Regions from separate parts of the Gossypium hirsutum genome. Here region 2 is linked to region 1. A link is a contact called in public Hi-C data. All regions are on one chromosome and are shown on one strand. The core of a region is the stretch at or near the end of the contact, and the rest is flanking DNA. Distances in the headings are between cores, read along the strand shown.

Region 1 (6,604 bases), core at 3,766-6,265:
CACCCAGTGCTTGACAGATAAACCATAGAAATTAATTGCACCTGCACTAGCTGGTAAAATCAAAAAATATATGTGCCCAGCACTGGTCAGTATAAATGATGAATGGGGTGCCCAACACTCCCTGACACATAGCCGTAAAACTTTAAACTCTTCATATCCTGTGGCATGCCAGTTATACCCAACCCTACCCGAACAATTAATAAGGTAATAATTTTCTCAATTCAATTTATAACAAATTACACAATCATATATCACCAATTATCAATTCTACCATTCATTTACCAACATAACAAAACATCTCATTTCCATATAGAATATAATCTCACATGCATCTCATTTTCGAATATAATCTCATATACAATATATGTTATTATTACAGCTATACAATTTAATCATTTATCACCAATAATTAATTGATTATAACAATTCAATTAGAATTTATCATTTTGCAACATTACTTTATTAATTAACTTACCTTATATACTTACCTAATAATACGATATGTAATACTAACAAATATAATAGTTTAGATTATAAAAACCCCAACAATATATTTCAAGCTATTCGACATCGATTTTATCTTTCCCTTTCTTATTCGAGAATTCTGAAAAGATGTTAGCTATGGAATAAAACAAACCACACATTTCATCAATACACAAACAATTTCACATTTAATTATCAAATTACGTAATTTTGTACTTTATTCAATTTAGTCCCTAAAATCGGGACTAGCCTAACATTCACATTAAACCCTAAATTTTTATACTAATTTCACTACAAGCCTAATTTAATATCCTATTTCTCAATTTCATCCCCTAATTTTTATTTTTTCACAATTTGGTCCCTTTTACTCAAAATCAACCATTAACTTCATAATTTAACCCCTTTTCACTTCTAACCTAAAAATCTATCAAATTAGTCCCTAAAGCTTTAACTACTCAACAATGGTAACATCTAAAATCTTAAGCAGTACTGAAAAGTAAGATATGGGTTGAATGAAAAAAATAAGACATCGAAATTCCAAAAACATAAAAATTACAAGAAAATAAATTGAAGCTTGAATGCTTAAACCTAATCCCGAATACTTCTTCCCCCTTTAATTTTGGCTTGCATGAAGAAAAATTGAAAATGTTTTTATTTTATGTTCCACTAACTTGATTTATGTTATTTTATTTTATTATTAATTTATTTATTTTAAGTAAAAATTTACAACATTTTTAACATTTAAAACCATGTTGCCGTCCACTTATAAACCACAGGTATAATTACCTTTTAAGTCCCCTTAAATAAATTCTAATTAGAATTCTTTAGTAATTCATATGTTTCTCACTTACGCGATTTAGTCCCTAAGACATTCAAACCAACCAAATCAAGCCTAAAACATGCAATATCATCACTGACAACCATGATGCCCATAGGCACCTCAATTAACCATTTAAAAACATGCCAATTATGCCTCTAAAATCTACCTCAATGGTCAAACATGTATATGCACCATTGTGCCTAAAACTTAATATATATGCCACTTATCAAGATCAACTATTTGATACCAAAATACCAATTCACAACTAGCACACACTCACATCGAAATACATACTACATAAGTGCATTCACATTTTCAAGCATGTGGCTAAGCATATTTCGATCATCTAATAACTCATACCTTTCCATGCTTTCATAGCCATTCTAATTAAAGTATTTGCCTATCTTTCCTTGTTCTCATACCCGTTTAACCACTAGAATAATATCGGATACATGAGAATCTCGCACACTATGTTCCAACATCTAGTCAAAGCCACTACTATCTCATATCTCGAATCAATATTGTCTCTCGAGCCATAACTAGGTCTGCTCACACAAGCTGTCAGTCAATACGTAGCTACACAGTGCTGCTCACACAAGCTGTAAAGTAACCGCAACACATGCCGAAAACTCAGCCACCGGTAAGACGTACGAGACCAGCACACAAAATACGGTAACCCCTAATGACATGTCATTTGTATCCTATATGTTCCTAAGGTTCAAACGGGACCCGAAAGTCACCGAAACTTTGTTAGATATTTTCGTGGAGTCGTATAATCAAGAATATAATAATAAAGCATTTAAATCATATATAATATAATGCTTATTAAACATATAAACTTACCTCGAATTCGTATGGAGAAAATCGATCAATTATTCCAACACTTTATCTTTTCCCTGATTTAATTTCGTACGTTACTTTTCTTGATCTATATAATCAAATTTACTAATTTAAACATTATTCTATTCAATTCAACCAAAAATCATGTTTTGGTTAAATTACCATTTTGCTCCTATACTTTTGACTTATTTAAAATTTAGTCCCTATGCTTGTAAAATGAAATTCATGCAATTTCCTCTCTACACAAGCCACCAAATTTTATACATGCTTATAGCAGCCCATACTCTTCACAATTTCACACATTTACCACACAATTGTTTAACTCACAATAAATATTCATCACAATAAATATTCATTTTCTTCCATTAAACTTCACAAAAAACTAAAGTTCTCTCGTGGTAAAACCCTATACTTTCCACCATTTTGCAAATTAGTCCTCTCATTAACTAGGTTAAACTACAACGATCCCAAAAACATAAAAATCATTAAAAACGAGACGAGGAAAGCCTACCATGCACTAGTTGAAAGTTTGAAGCTTTTCCAAAGGCTTTTCTTCTTGAAAAATTCGATTGGTGAAGGAAAAATGAAAAAGCTGATAGCTTTGTCTTTTGTTTTATTTATTTTATCTTTAATTTACCTAATTACCAAATTACCTTTATCTAACTTTAAAAATCACACAATGACCATGCCATGCAAATCCATTAACTAAACTAATGGTCTAATTACCATATAAGGACCTCCACTTTAAAGTTCTATAGCTGATTAATACCTTTAGCTAATCAAACACAACTTTTGCACTTTACGCGATTTAGTCCTTTATCAAATTGAACATGCAAACGGTAAAATTTCTTAACGGGATTTTTATACAATAATACTATCATGTTGTAGATCACAAAATAATATTCAAATAAATTTTTTGACCTAGAATTTGTGGTCTCAAAACCACTGTTCCGATTTTACTGAAAACGAGTTGTTACATTAATTAATCATTAGATTTTATAAAATTTATAAATATAAGTTATTATTTTTATATTTTAAATCAAAAAATAAATATCAACAATTTATATTATAAAATCGAACTTAATTTTTTTAATACTTTTTCCTCTCATTTTTAATTTTCACAAGTTATATTAGTTAAATAATTTAATCAAAATGAGAAGATTAATTTTTATGAAATTTTATAAAATTAATTTATTTTTATAATTTTTATAATTTTATTTAATTTTTAAGGCTTAAGATAGAATGAACCAAGAAAGGTCTATTCCTATGTCAACAAAAATATATACAAGATATCTTAACAAAATGCGAGATGTAGAATTGGATGTCGATTTCAACACCAATGGAGACGAATGCCAAACTTTGTGTAGTTGAAGGAAAATTAAATTAATGCTACTGAATATAGCCTTTACAATTGGAATAGTTAGTCACTTTATGTAGAAGCCAAAGAAACCTCATTTAGAAGTTGTTCATCGAACAATGAGGTATGCCAAAAGCACACTTGACCGTGGCTTATATTATAGGAGCAGGACGTGTGAATTAGTAAGACACTGTGATACAAATTAAGCTGGCAATCATGACACATGACTATCGACCATTAAATATGCTTTCAGTTTGGGATCCATTACCATCTCTTGATGCAGCAAGAGACAACCTAACTTTTTTCTCTCTCGCTCCCGATCCTTCTCATTGTCTCTAGAAAAAAAATCAAACTTATCATCATCCATCATTATCTAAACTTATACATTAATTAAAACAATAATATATGTATAAATAGACTTGCATTGAGCGGACTTAGGGAAAGTATAAATGAAAAAGGATTATATGAAACTGGTATATCATGTTAGTTGTATCCTTTTCCTACAATTTATTGTCATTTCAATATTTTCATCTTAAATTTTAACGTATCATGTTTGATTTGATTTTTTTCAGGATAATAATATTAAAATTTAAAGGAAAATGCCGTAAACTTTTCATTATATGTACGTGAGTTAGAAACAATTAAATGAATTGATAGCTTTCTTAAAGCTTTGGTATTATTGCTTCTTTAAACATTCAAGCTAATTTTATCTTCTATTCAATTTAATCCCTCATTTCTTTTGCATAAATTATTTTATATTTGCTCCCTCAATTACTTCAACTGTTAAAAACCACATTAGACAACCACAAACTTTCAATACAAACTATAAAATCAACATAAAAAAAATTAAAAACCTAATAAATAGCTAATTTTAAAATTTATATAAAATATTTAAAATAATGGAGTTGTGGTTTCCACGTGGCAAGTTTTTAGGACTTCACGTGTCAATCAATATTCGGACAAAATAGAAGGGGAGAGCGACAGGTAGTGGAAATCCACGACGAAACACAAAAACGGACCAAAGCTTCCGATTCGTAGATTTTGTGCTGTAAACCAGAAAACAAATACCCAGCTCCACCGGTTTTGGCGTCAGTTAGCCAATCCTCGTTCGACACGTCAACTGAAAGAAAAAACTTTCTCATCCGTGTTGAGATGTTATTGATTCTCTTCACATGGTTATCTTAGGATTGATTGTATCAAACAAATTTTTAGATTTTAATATGCCGTCCCCTTATGTATCAAGCTAAGAAACAGGCTTACAACTACGTTTTGTCTAATTTAAGAACATAAAATCATTTTTATAATGTTCCCACCAATTATAACCATAACATAAGAAAAGTCATATAAAAATCGAATTAATGGAGACAAAATATGTATATAAATTTTAATTTTTATTTAAATAATATTTTGAATTAACTTGATCCAAATAAATTTGATTTAAATAAATCGAGTTTACTTGATAGTTACTATTATTGTTTATAAAATGAACCGATTATGCTTATTTTTAGATTTTTTAATGATTAAGCAAAAAAAAAAAAACCGCTACTATAAGATTCAATGCGGAAAACCTTGGTTGGCAGTATCTTTTCCTTCATGCCTTTATTTACATATCCTTTTTCATTTTTTAATTTAATTATTTTACAAATAACGTACTTTTCAGCTCAATTTTCCACTTCCAATTTTTCGGTGGAAAAAGAAAAAGAAAAAGAAAAAGCAAGAAAGGAAGAATCCTTCTTTTGGTAGTGATCGATCTTCACTGATTTTTTTTCTTTAATTGTTTCTTTCTTCAATCCAATCTCAAACTTTTGAAATTCTGGTAATCCTTTGTTTTTTAAATCCATTTTATGCAGATTAATTTAAAAAAATTCTGAATTTCTCATTCTCTTAACAACGAAAATCAACGGTGATCTAGTGATCCGATCCATCCCATCTGATGATTAGTTTCCAATCAAAGCATCAATCGCAATTGAATTTCTCAATTCTCCTTCCTTCCGATGCTTTCTTTATAATTTGTTTTAATTGCTTAAGATTTCGCCTCAAATTTGATAATTTTTCTTTTTCTCTTGTTTCTTTTTCTTAGAAATCGAAACCCTAAATCCGTTACATTTCCAGTTAAAAGAAAATCAAAAAATTTTCAATGGCTGATCGGAGTAGGTTATTTTCGATTGACGATCTACCGTCGCATCTAATTTTGGAAATTTTAACGTCCGGTAAACGGTTAAGTGCCGTTGACCTAGTGTCGCTGGAGCTGACTTCGAGAACATTCGGAGGGTGTCACGATGTTTGTCCCACGAAATGCAGGTCGCTGGTTGATTTAGCCGCGTTTCAATTGTGCATGACGAATGGGATATATATAGGGATGAATTGTAGTAGTCAAAGGGACATTTTTGAACGGTGTGATGGGAATTGGAAGCGACTTTTGAGGTTTTTGCAATCAGTAGAGCAATTGTCGGACATGGTCCAAACCTCTGCAGGCAATGTAACTATTTCTTTTTCTTTTTTTTAATATATTAATTTTGATCATTTTGCTTTTAGAATTAATAATTTTTTGTACTTTTGCCTGTTAACTTGAGAAATGGCTCAGAAGTTAGTTGGGATTTAGTTTCTGTTTGGTTTCTTATGGTTTGCTCTTTTTGGTGTGTTCGGATATAAATAGAAATACTAGTTCTGAAGGAATTTAAAGTTACATTCAGTTTTTGTGAATATTAAAATGCCTGGTTTTTAGTTTTATATGGAGAATTATGATTTAACTGGTTAGCATAGATGATTTAAAGCAATTTCCGGGGCAACATGAAGGAAATAGCAGAAAGTAAGTGATAGAAGCAACAATTGTTTAAATGCTTAAATTACAACTTAAGTTGAAATTTGGCTGAACTCTACCTGCTTTCACTGTGGATTATTCGGTATTTAGTTTGGTTGCATTTTTGCTGGCTTTAGTAATTAGTTGTTTGATGGTTCCTTATCATTCATTTTTTGCTACACAAAGAGGTTTGTTTCTTTTTTTTTTCATGTTGATACTTGATTGCATCTTTCAAATCTCTTATGTTTCTGTCTCCATCTCTTATATATCTTATATTGCCATTAAATGAGTTCTGGTTGCTCAA
Region 2 (7,278 bases), core at 2,534-5,033, 200 kb after region 1:
TTCTGGACACTATTTTTAATATGACATGTAATAAAGTCTTTATAGTTAATTTTCTCCTTAAGTCCCTTAAGTCTTTGTTATCTTCTTTGTTCTAAATAAATGAACAGGTCAATGTGCAACTTTAGTCATTAAATATTAAATTTTTCTAACTAATGTGGAATACGACACTTTGCAAAATTAATCTGTATAGCTTATATCGCCTCAGATTATCTAATAAATGATAAATATCAATTACAATAAAATATTTCAACAAATTTGCTCATTAATCCCCTCCTCAAAATTTTCATGTATTTAAATGGAAAATGTAGCAATAAATTGCAAACTAATCTAGCATTTATGAATTTTAACGTTATCTCGATCATTTATTAGAATATACATAACTCATTTCATATCTCTATATTTAAACACTGCAAATTGTAGAAATACAGAAATCATAGAATCATTCCAAAGGTTTAAAAACAAAAAAGAAAAATGTTGAAGCAAATTTCTTTTGTTTTCTTTGTTCTTCTCATCGGTTGCTACATTAGAGTTAATTGTGAGGAATTAAAGCATCTTACCAATGAGGTTGAAGTGAACGTGCCTGCAAATCTGACTTGGGAACTTTATAGGCACCTTGGGATCTCAAAACTCGCTGCTCAACAGCTTAAACATGTTATTCAACGGATTCAAGTTTTGAAAGGTGATGGTGGGGTTGGAACTGTTCTTAAACTCACTTTTGTTCCAGGTACTTAAACCAGGTTTTTCTTTTATCAAAATCCATGCATTTTAATGAACTTGATGATGGATTGTTTCAATATGAATCAGGGAATTCAAGTTATACTGAGATATTCAATGTGATTGATGACCAAAAGAGGGTGAAAGTGGCACAAACTTTAGAAGGTGGATGCCTTGAGATTGGTTGCTCGATTCAACTGGTTCGGTTCGATATAATAGAAAAATCCCCGAGCAAAAGCATCATAAAATCTGATATTTCATATGCTGTCAAGAAAGAATTTCAAGCTAAGGATCCAAAGCCTAATATTCAATGCTTAGCAGCTGTTGCACAAGTTGCAAAGTATTATCTTGAGAGAGCAAATTGGGCTTAAAATGCCCTTCATTAAATTGGTGTTTTTGGGTTGAATTTTGTAATAATAAATTTAGCAATTGACATTTACATTTTCTGTTAATTTAACTATTATTCTTTTTTAATTAATTTTGGTCATTAATTATTTTAAAAATGTAAAATAGTTTTTCTTTAGTAAAAATATTAATTTATTAATTAAATTGACATGACAACATACGTGACTATTTATATGCATTTTATACTGACATATTACTATTTGTCAAATAAATTAAAAGTCAAAACTTGAAATTCATATAGGTGGATTGTCATACGAGTTGTTGTGTTTAAAAATTTAACATTTTAGTCAATATTTAAAATTAACATTTTAGTCAATATTTTTATTAGAAAACATCATTTCGACTCTTTTCAAAAGGTCGATGGTCAAATTTAATTAATTTTAAAAAGTTAAAAGGACAAAACTAGCTAAATAATAATAAAGGCGAAATTGACAACAGATGTAAGAAGGGTTAAATTTAATGTTAGGCTGATGTTGTACTTTTAACATATTTCTAGCCCTATAACATCATAAATTAATCGATATTTTGGTTATGTTTTCTCATTTTCATATTTGATAATGGAAGAGAAACTTGAGATTCTTGCAAATTGGGGTGAGTAAATTTTTTATTGACAAACTGCAACTCACAAAGTCATCTACACTCATCAATGGGATCAGATAAGACCCTTAAGCCATTATCAAAGTTCTGCCGCAAAGCATTCAAGGCTCTAAATTTAGGCCAAGCCAACGAGTTTCTCACTAAGCTCCCATATTTTGCGTGCTTTATCTTGATCACTAGCTTCTTGAGATAACTGGTTCTCGAATGAAGCCGAATCCTTGTTCCAGCTCCAGTAAACACCAGATTTCGTCAAGCTAGGATCGCTCACGACCTACATTAGAAGCAATGAAATTGTGTTAATGCACAAAAGATCATAACCGAGCATTCGCATTCGCTATCTTAGTTTTTGTTTATACCTGAGCGAGTCTTTTTCCGGCTTCCTCTTCGGAGACGAACCCCTTGGTGATGTACTTCTGGAATGGAGGGAAGAGGAGCCTGAACAAAGGAATGTGCTCCCTGAACAAGCCGGTGGTAGCTATGCAACCAGGGTACAATGAAGCGAATGTAATGCCGGTTTCCTCATGGAAACGCCTATGGAATTCTTGCATAGTGAGCATATTGCAGACTTTGCTGTCCTTGTATGCTTTGGCACCATCAAAATCTCCACCATCAATCATGGCAGAGCTGTTCAGTCCATTTAGTCCACCTGCAAGTCCTCTTAGATCCCCAAGGTTTGCCTTCGGAGGTACATTACCGGCCAATGTATTTGTGTTTCCTGATTCATTCCATGTTAGTACACCAATACCACAATTCATACAAAAATGCTCATTTTGAATGACATTGGTATAGCAAATTACCTGTTATGGAACCGACGATGATGAGGCGTTTCGATGGATAATCGGATTGCTTCAAATCATCGAGCAATAACCGCGAAAGAAGGAAGTGACCGAGGTGATTAGTCCCCACACTAAGTTCAAATCCTTCAGCAGTGAAAGTGGGTTCCTTGGCAGTTGGTTGATAAACAGCAGCATTGCAAACAAGTACATCAAGAGGTCGGCCTGATCGCTTGTAGCTATCGACGAATTGTCGGACACTGTCGAGGGAGGCAAGGTCTAAATGCATAATGGTGTAGTTTTCTTTTGACATTCCAGCAGACTTAGCAGCTCTCTCAGCCTTGAGAAAGTCCCTGCAAGCCATTATAACATGCCATTTCCCAGTTTCAGCCAAGGCCTTCGCAGTGGCTAAACCCAATCCAGAGGAGGCACCGGTGATGATCACACTACCCTTTCTTAGTGTTTTCTTTCCATCCACTGTAGATCTGGTGATTGCTGGTGTTGCAGTGGCTGTTGTTTGGGCTCTGACAGCCCCAATTCTATGGTTGAATTCCCTCTACAAAGGAAAAAAGCTCAATTACAGGCACAAAAACAGCATAAACACCATAGTTGTCCTATTTAAAGAACTCAGAATCCCAACCTTGCATCTTGAAGCAGAAGAGGTGAAGTCAGCTTTGATGTGATCAGAAAGTGACACTCCAAAGAGAGATGAATCCTTGAAAGAAGCACCAGACTTTCCCTACAAATTAGAACCCCAAAATGTCAAAAACCCCAAACTGAATCAGAAAAAAAAAACAAGAACCAGTTCTTCAGTACAAAGCTGAAAACAAACCTCTTTTGGTACAGAGAAAGTAGATGGAACCAAAGCAGCAGCTTGTAGAGCCATGTATGTACCACTTTGAAATGGCTGTGTAGTGGACCAAAGTGAAGGGTGAGCTCAGTAGTAGAAAGAAGTGAGTGTTTGTTCATTGTGAGAAACGAGCAAAGATATTAAATAGTGACAGGTATGAAAAGATAAGATAATTAAGGAGGGTAAACTTATCTGCCACATCAATTCAATGTAGCCAATGAGCATTGAGTTTGGGATTTTCTGAAATATTTTAATAATGTTTTAGTCCCTAAGTATGGGGATATTTTGGAGTTGTCCCCACCCACCAAGGATGTTCCACTCCCTGTAGTTATGGGCTGGTTTATCGGAAGATTGAAAGGGATAGGGAGTGGTCTCTGGTGAGGTACAGTGGAATGGATTAGAGAGGTGTTTGGAATTGGAGGGGGGAGCCGATGTTTCTGGACTGAGAGTGGCAATTCGGTCCACCTAGTACAAATCCATAATTTATTAAAATTTTATTAAAAAATTCAAATATATATAATTTGATTCAATTCATCTATATCAATTCACGAATTAATTAATTTTTTATTTATTTTAAATTATTTATCGACCGAGAAAATTTATATCAATTTATGGATTATTTTTATATATTTTAAATCATTGATTTTACCTACTAAAGATGAAAAGAGACTTTTAGATTTTAGATTTCAAACTACTTCGCATTCTCTCCATCTAAGAAGAGCATTGCCAGTCAAGGGGTTAGCAAAGACTTCAGTCACCCTAAAATATAAAAAAATACTTTAAAATTTATAAAAATTTAAATCAGTGAAAGTAAAATTATACTTTGACTCTTAAAATAATAAAAATTTTATTTAATCCTTTAAAATTATAAAAATATAGATATTAAAATAGTGAAATTATATTTTTACTAACATCAAAATATATAATTTAATTTCGGTCCCCTAAAAAATTTTTTACTTTAACCTATATGTTCACTGTACACAATTCTTTCCTCTGTCCATGTAGCTGAAATTTTGTCGAAGAAGTAGCTATTCGTTGATTTATATTTTTCTTGCATATTTTAGTTAGGATGATCTTTTTTTAATTTACAAGTAAATTTAAGAAACCACTAAATGTCTTTAATTGGTTAAAAATTTAAAATAAACTAAATAAATAAGAAATATAATATTTTCTTAACTTTCCTTATAAAATGTAAAAACTCCATCCCTAGTATATTAAAAAAAAAGTAAGCTATATAAATGGTGACTCAACTATGCCCGAATTCCTGTTTTGGTCATCTACCGTTAAATCGATAATAGAAAATCTTTTTCTAACTGGTATAACAACACATTTAATCCTCAATACTTACTTACTTTATAAATTTGATCCTAATTCTAAACAATTCAATAAATTCAACCATTCACATTTATAAATCTATCAATTTGATCCTAAAACTTCCTAACCAAACCTTTCAACTTTTAAAACAAAAGCATTCCACATCTATGAATTTAATATTAAAAATATTAAAATAAATGTTTCCCAACAAATTGGAAATAAATTTTAAAAAATATGTATACTTAAATAACACAAAGATAGGTGCAACTTAACAAGTAAATGCATCTAAAATAGTAACAAAATTAACAATAAAACAAGAGTTATATAATATCCAAACAATAACAACATAATAGTAGCAAAATAAAAGTGAAATGGTAGCAAAATAGTGAAAAAAAATGAAAATAGAAACAAAATAATAAAAAAATAGCAAGAAAACAGTAAAAAGAACAACAGTTTTTTTTTGCATATTCAGGCTGGGTCGGCCCAAGCCAAAAAGGTCTTACTCAAGGCCCAACCCGTTTTCTAAACAGGCCAAATTTTTTTTGCCCAAATCTATTTTTCGAGCTTATATTTTTACCCAAACCCTCCCACTTTTCGGGCAAGCCTTCGGAATGTGGAATGTGGAATGCCTCTGCTTTTGAAGCTAAAAGCTTAGGTTAGAAAGTTAGAGGATTAAATTGATATAATTTATAAAGGTAAAGGGTTCTATTTATTGAATTATTTAGAATTAGGATCAAATTAATAGAATATATAAGTAGTGATAACTAAATATGTTATTATACCATTTAGAAAAAGGTTTTTCATTATCAATTTATCAACGGTTAACCAAAACAAGAACGAATTCAAACCTTAGTACCTAAATTGAACACTTTTAAAGTTGAGTGACCAAAATAAGAATACGGACATAATTGGATGGTCATTTGTATAATTTACCCTTAAGAAAATAACAAAAGGTTGACAGATTAACAATTCATATTACAAGTGGTCCTTCATCACTTAAAATCATTAAAATCATTATATATTTATAAGTTTTTTTATACATTAGATGGGTATAATTGAGTATTAACATTGAGATTCATTGTAAAATTTTGATGGCTAATGTAAGGTCTTATATCTTCTTATTTGGAAGAGAATAATTTTGGGGTTTGGAGAATTCCAAATGCTTTCAAGTGGTTAGACTTTTGATTTGGTAAACTTGTTGGAAGGAAAGAATGTTATTGGGCTTAAGTGGGTTTTTAAAAAAGTACCATGCAAATGGAAACATCAAAAAACGTAAGGCAAGACTGGTAGTAAAAGGTTATTCCTAACATTAAGGCATTGACTTCGATGAAACATTCTCTTTTATTGCTTGTTTTGACACGGTGAGAACATTTTTAGCCTTGGCTGCTAAATTAAATTGGCTAGTGTATCAATTTGATGTTAAATCTTCCTTTTTAAATGTGACTTGGAAGAGGAAGTTTGTATTGCTCAATTTGAAGGCTTTGTTGTTAATGGCAAAGAAGATAAAATATACAGGTCAAAAAAGGTGCTTTATGAATTGAAGCAAGTACCTAGAGTATGGTACTTTAAAATTGATTCTTATTTTCAGGAAAATGGTTTTGAAAGAAGTAATTATGAGCCTACTCTTTATATAAAGAGTGAAGGTGAAGATTTTTTGGTGGTATGTTTTTATGTTGATGATATGATTTATATAGGTTCAAACGAATTTTTGTTGCTAAATTTAAAGATTGCATAATGAAGAAGTTTGAAATGTTTAACTCAAGTCTATTGCATTGTTTCCTTGGTCTTGAACTGAAACAAGGTGTTGATGGGATATTTATTTCACAAAGGAAATAAGCAATTGATCCTTTGAAAAGTTTAATATGGCCAATTGTGAGGTTGTTGTCACACCCATGAATATTAATGAGAAGTTGTGTCACGATGATTGAGCTGAAATGGAATGTCACACTTTAAAAGTCTTGCTAATAGTTTAAATTATTCATCTCATACAATACCATATATTTCTTTCTCTATTGGAGTTGTGTCGAGGTTTATACGCAATCCAAGCAAGCTTCACCTTGGAGTTGTAAAGAGAATTTTGAGATATGTTATAGGAACACTCTAGCATGGGATTTGGTATTCTAAAGTTTCAAATTTCAAATTAATTGACTTTACAAACAATGACTGGGCTGGTAGCATTGAAGATAAGAAGAGCGCATTAGATTTCATTTTCATCTTTTGGTCTAGAACAACTTTGTGGAGTTCAAAGAAACATGCATTAGTAACCTTATCAACCTCTAAGGATGAGTATGTAGCTGCAACATCTTCAACTTGACAAGTAGTTTGGTTAAGGAGAATTCTTGCATATTTCAATCAAAACCATATAGTTGTAAAGGAGATATTTTAGGATAAAAGATTGTCTATTGTTATGAAAAAAAACTATCTTTTCATGGTAGAACCAAACACATCGATATTCATTATCATTTTATTTGAAGCCTTGTTTCTACCGAAGGAATTATTTTGAAGGCTTGTGATACAAATGAGCAAGTTGCAAACATTTTTACAAAGCTGATTCTGCAAGCAAAACACGACCTTTTTAAGGAAAAACTTGGTGTTTGTAGCTTTGAATAAGGGGAAGTGTTGAAC

The links. A called contact is a pair of places that touch in the nucleus more often than the background predicts.
Region 2: a Hi-C map of leaf shows a contact between it and region 1, with 2.8 times the contacts expected there. The contact joins the promoter of LOC107903551 here to the promoter of LOC107903556 in region 1. A contact is called at or near these places in 2 of 34 Hi-C or Micro-C datasets (both in leaf).

The regions. Positions count from the first base shown.
Region 1 is chrD05:60,861,727-60,868,330 of Gossypium_hirsutum_v2.1, forward strand. LOC107903556 (probable E3 ubiquitin-protein ligase HERC3) reads left to right here and starts at 5,016. Exons shown (of 6, transcript XM_016829637.2): 1 at 5,016-5,979. The coding sequence starts at 5,638.
Region 2 is chrD05:61,058,338-61,065,615 of Gossypium_hirsutum_v2.1, forward strand. It overlaps LOC107903551 (protochlorophyllide reductase, chloroplastic), which reads right to left and starts at 3,784. Exons shown (of 5, transcript XM_016829632.2): 1 at 3,322-3,784; 2 at 3,130-3,228; 3 at 2,514-3,045; 4 at 2,073-2,431; 5 at 1,696-1,987. The coding sequence starts at 3,375. The coding sequence ends at 1,832. It overlaps LOC107902916 (norbelladine synthase), which reads left to right and starts at 390. Exons shown (of 2, transcript XM_016829025.1): 1 at 390-724; 2 at 805-1,158. The coding sequence starts at 472. The coding sequence ends at 1,085.